Regions from separate parts of the Gossypium hirsutum genome. Here region 2 is linked to region 1. A link is a contact called in public Hi-C data. All regions are on one chromosome and are shown on one strand. Each heading gives the region's core, a stretch centred on a gene start, on an enhancer-like site or on the middle of the called end of the contact. The rest is flanking DNA. Distances are from core to core; before and after follow the strand shown.

Region 1 (2,868 bases), core at 195-2,694:
CCTTAAAAAACTATAATAATTTCATAAGTATAATAGCAGACAAATCAATATAAATCACTGACATGAATAAAATACCGCAATTATTAAAACTAAACCAATAAAAATTGAATTTGAATTATTTTCTTTAAAAATAGCGTCTTCTATGATTTCACAAATTCAAGACCCTTTTCTTTTAATTTAATTGATTAATTAATAATGTTTTAAAACAATGAGAAACTTATATGATTTAGGTTTTCTAATCGAAAATAAAAAAAAAAAAACCACGAGGAATCGCTATTAATAAGAAATGTTCAATCATAAATCTGTCGAACCAATTTGTTAAATTCTATTTAAAAATATAATAATATACACATGGAAACATTAAATATATATCATATAAATCAATTAAAATTTGAATCAAACAAATAATGTAGTAATGCATCAAAGCAATTCTTATCAGTAAACTTGAGATGCGCCAAAACATATTTTTTAACGCACAAAATAAATCTACATATAAATACACCAAAATATGCATTAACTATACTTTTAGTAAAACTAAAATTCTAATGTTTTTACAATTACCAAATAAAACTATAACTTGTTAATATTGAATTCTCAATTATCGAATAATTAATGGAGTAATAGAATTCAATCGACATCACTATTATTTCATTGCCCAATGGAAATTAAAGCACAAACATTCAAAATCCACCACAATTAAAAATTAAAGATCAAAACTAGGGGTGAGCGTTCGACCGAATCGAGTGAAAAATTTCGAGTTAATCGAGTTTAGGAGTCCTATTTTATCATTCTAACTCAATTTGAAATTTTTTCAAATTAAGTCGAATGAAATGAAATTTGAATCGAGTTGAATAAAGTGAAATTGTAACAATAATAATACAAACTGAACTTGATGATTTTTTAATAAAGAATGTGACATGATTATTATGGATATTAAAATTTAATTTTAACTAATTTGGATGAAAAATATTCAGTATAGTTATAATGGGCATCCATAAAATTCTTTTTAAAAAAAAATTCCTAAAAGGGAAACAAAGATTATGGAAAGATCAAGTTTTGTCCTTTTTTTTTTCTTTTAATAGATTAGAGGATAAAACTTTTACAATTTCATCATGTTTATCAAGATAGTTTATTTGATGTAATTTAATTAAATATTTTCTTTAAGAATTCAAAGTTGGGTTTTTTGAGTTTTATCTCGATTGATATGAATATTATTATCAATATAGAAGGACGTTTGTTTGAGTATGTTAAAAACGTTAATAATTTTATTTATGAATTAGAGAGGGATTATAAATAATTTTAGAATTATAATGAATAAGATATATGGTAAGAGAAAAAATCTGAAGTTGGAGTATGATTGTAATAGTAAAATATGGGTGTCCTTGATGTGCATATGACATAAAAAAAAATATAAATATTGTTATAGAAAAAATGATAAAAAGAAGAGCTGCATTCCATTTCCGTTTCGGTTAATGTACCCCACCAAACGCATCCTCAAAAGTCTGTCTAGGTAAATTCTAAACAAACATTTTTGCCTCGGTTTCTTTCCCACCTCCCCCAAACACACATTTTCCCGGAAAAAACAAACCAAAGTAAAATGGTAGAAAATATCCACAGATTTTCTCCCTCCCCTCTTCACTCTTCTCACCACCAACCTACCTCTAAAACACTGAATTTTTATAAATAGAAATACAAGGTATTTTTTAAAGAGAAAGGATTTCATGGGTGCCTCCCTTTCCAGACGAACGGAAGGAACCAATAGGACCGAGATGACACCAGGATTGGGGGACATACCCGAGGGCTGCTTGGCCTGCGTTTTCATGAACTTGACGCCCCCGGAGATTTGCAATCTCGCCAGGTTGAATCGCGCCTTTAGAGGGGCTGCCTCCTCCGACTCCATCTGGGTAAAGAAGCTACCCACTAATTTTCAAGATCTGCTAAATTTGTTGCCTCCTGAGAGGTACCAGAACATGTCCAAGAAAGACATTTTTGCGCTTCTTTCTCGCCCGGTACCTTTTGATGATGGATATAAGGTAGGTCATTATAGAAGTTCGTTTTTTTTTCGCCCGGTACCTTTTGATTATTGTTTTAAATATCTAGACATTTCCTTGTTAAATGATTTTCCCTTTTTGTTTGGTTTAGCTGCTTTATTATCATTAGATGAGCAAGTGAAGATTATTGACGGTTGAACATGGGGTGATGCAGGAAGTATGGCTAGACAGAGTGACAGGCAGGGTATGCATGGCAATATCTGCAAAAGGGATGGCAATTACTGGAATCGATGATCGGAGATATTGGAATAGGGTTGCTACTGAAGAATCTAGGTTTGATATTAACATCATCACATTTCGATGCTAAAGTTTCAAGTGGAATTTATTAATTTGACGTTCACTTAATATGGGATTGATATACTTGTATCTTGAAATGTTTCTAGTAAATTTTTTTAACCATAGGAGTGGGATTTTTGTATTGATTGCTTGAACTAGCATAAAGTAGAATTAGTTGCTTATAATTTTTCTTCTACATGGAGCATGTCGATGGATAAGCTATATATTTCTTGGAATGGAACTCTTGGTAAATTGTATTATCAATCTACACCTTTTTTTTCCTTTGGTGGAAGGAAATGCATTTGGATGCTAATCAACTGCTGTTTTCTAGGCTTTGCTGCTTGTTGATGTTGTTTTTATACAAATGGTATTATGTGGAAAGGCTGAAACCTCTGAATATTTGTATCTTTGTTGATCATTAAGTATTGAGCTCAAGATGATGTATGTATATATGCTTATACATATACGCATAAATAAATGTATACATACATATATGCATGATGTATGGCATTTGGTGTTTGTCTTGGTTGCCACATTCTTA
Region 2 (2,868 bases), core at 188-2,687, 250 kb after region 1:
TTGACACATGCTATACCTATCCTGTTAACACAAAACAACACAATTTACATATATGTATTCATTCTTTTATTTTAAATTAATAGAAAATAATACATTAAAATTATAATATGTTTTTAGGAATGGTAAAAAGAAAAAAAAACTTAGAAACTGACGGATTTTGATGGATTCCATTTTATAATGTCGATTTTCTCTTTTACTTAAATCAAGTTCAGAGTGAATTAAATTTTAAAACTAGACACGTCAAGATAGGGATTCGGATAAACCTGTGCCGTCTCAAGATATTTACAAGATTACCTCTATTATAATTTTTAATTAGAATTGAACCCCTCAATGGAAAATCTCTTGACCGTGAGTTTTATAATTTTTTTTTTATTTGTGTAGTGATGAGAAAAGGGTTGATAGTTTGTGTGTTACTTGAGGTGTGGCTTTTGCATATTTCCCCTTGTTTCTATAAATTTCTGCAACACCAAAGCTTGGATGACTGTAAAATTCTCCACGTTTGAAACTCGTATATATTTGTGTTGCTTAATGGTTAAAAAAAAATCTGACTTATGAGTTCAAACATACTTGTAATTATAAATGGTCCATCAAAAATTTCTAGTAACATCAAACTAAATGATTTAGTTCTTTTATAATTACAAATTTTGTATAATGTAATAAAATAAGTTCTGGTTGGAGTCGGAAGCCGAGTCAATTTTTTCATAAAATGTTGGGTCTAAGGGTCGAGACAATTTTTTTTTTAATGTAGGTGGAGTTTCAATATTTGGGTATTTCCTATAAGAAAAATAATTGAAAAGGATGAAAGTAGTAAATTGTAAGTTTGGAAAGTAAGAGCAAATTGCTTAATTTGGTGGTGGAGTGATGGATAGAAGATTAGAGGCGATGCTGCAAATGACAAAACTCTTTGTTGGTAATGAAAGAAACAAGAGAATCGAATCCCCTTGGAAGGAAGGGCCAGCTTAAAAAACCAAAATAAATGAATTTTTTTAAATATTTTTAATAGTTATTTTTTAAAATTTTTAAAAAAATTAAAATATATCACAATACTCTTACTTTTCATAAATTTAAAATTTAATCATTATTTTTTATTTTTAAAAATTTAATTTTTTTACTTAAAATTTAAGTTCAATTGTAGACACTTTAAATTTTTAAAAAAATTAACTACGTGTCATTTTAAAATTTTAAAAAAAAAATTTCAATGGGCAACTTACGAAAATTTTGTAATTTTTTTAAATTATACATTTTTAAATTTCATCTTAACAATGTTATTAAATTATTTGAGAGAATCTAAATTTCAAAATTAAAAAATAAATGTTGCTTTACTGGTAATAGTACTCCAATCATGTTGGATTTTTCCGATTAATGACGACACCTCACACACAGAGGATTCCAGCCCACCTTTTTACGCCACGTATTAAAAAAGGAAAAGAAGAAAACGAAAACCCCAAATTTCAAAGTCCCTACTTCCCATACGGGGATTATACTCCCGCACAAAAACCGAAAAAGTTTTTTTTTTTCCTTCTTTTTCCAACATTTTATTTTCCTTCAATCTAAACGAAGAAAATAGAAAATTTCCTTTTTCTATCATAGGAGTAGCTGCAAGATCTGCTGATCCAGCTGAATCTAATCGAGGAATTGTTGAAATTTTTAGAAATTATGTCCTTTTAGTTTTTCCTTATCTAGATTTTGGAAGACAAGGGAATGGGGGACAAGGAGGAGGAAGAAGAGTGGACCGGGACTGAGAGCGGGGATTTGACATCGGAAGACGAAGGAACGGAAGATTACCGGCGGGGCGGTTATCACGCTGTTAGAATCGGAGACACTTTCAAGAACGGTCGTTACGTTGTACAAAGCAAGCTCGGTTGGGGCCATTTCTCCACCGTTTGGCTCGCTTGGGACACTCACCGCTCCGTACTCTTTCTCTCTTTCTCTCTAGCAGATCTTGCTTCGTTTCCCTTGTTGATCACTTCAATTATGCCTACTATAATTAAATCTGCTTAGTTTATTGAAGAAGTTTGCCTTTTAGCTCTATTTATTTGGTTTATTTCAATAATATTTGATAAGACTGTTTGTGATCCTTTAATTGAAGGAAAAGCATCTAAAGAAGAACCTTTATCATTTCATTTGTGTTAATATCGTGTTAACACTTTTTGCCTAGAAAACAACGGAGAAAAATATAATGGATTGTAAAGAACGAATAAAAAGCGTTCGTTGCCACTCGCAAGTAGTCATTTGTTTGCTTGATCAATTTTGACTATGAAACAGCAGAAAAATCACTAAGAAATGTAGTCTATTCTCTTTTAATTTTAGTTAAATTGCTTTGATTATGTTATATTTAATAATTTGTTTTTAAACTACAGTGTTATGTAGCTTTGAAAGTACAAAAAAGTGCCCAGCATTACACTGAGGCAGCGATGGATGAGATAACAATCTTGCAACAGATTGCGGATGGGGATAAAGAGGATAAAAAATGTGTGGTGAAGCTTTTGGATCATTTTAAGCATTCAGGTCCGAATGGGCAGCATGTTTGTATGGTGTTTGAGTACTTGGGAGATAATCTTTTGACTCTCATCAAGTACTCTGATTATCGTGGCATGCCTATTCATATGGTTAAGGAGATATGTTTCCATATTCTAATGGGCTTGGATTACTTGCATAGAGAGCTTTCCATTATACACACTGATCTGAAGCCGGAAAATATTTTATTGTTGTCAATGATAGATCCATCCAAGGACCCTAGAAAGTCGGGTGCTCCTCTCATCCTTCCAAATAGTAAGGACAAGACGGTGCTGTCTACTAATGGGGATTTGAGTAGAAATCAGAAGAAAAAGTTTCGGAGAAAGGCTAAGCGAGTGGCTGAGGGATGTC

What was found. Hi-C and Micro-C count contacts between places; a contact is called where the count stands out from the background.
Region 2: a contact with region 1 is called in a Hi-C map of leaf, with 2.8 times the contacts expected there. The contact joins the promoter of LOC107948531 here to the promoter of LOC107948396 in region 1. A contact is called at or near these places in 10 of 34 Hi-C or Micro-C datasets (anther, callus, hypocotyl and 2 more).

What each region holds. Positions count from the first base shown.
Region 1 is chrA04:61,392,172-61,395,039 of Gossypium_hirsutum_v2.1, forward strand. LOC107948396 (F-box protein PP2-A15) reads left to right here and starts at 1,445. Exons shown (of 3, transcript XM_016882930.2): 1 at 1,445-2,033; 2 at 2,206-2,324. The coding sequence starts at 1,722.
Region 2 is chrA04:61,639,483-61,642,350 of Gossypium_hirsutum_v2.1, forward strand. LOC107948531 (SRSF protein kinase 1) reads left to right here and starts at 1,438. Exons shown (of 4, transcript XM_041111350.1): 1 at 1,438-1,911; 2 at 2,361-2,868. The coding sequence starts at 1,702.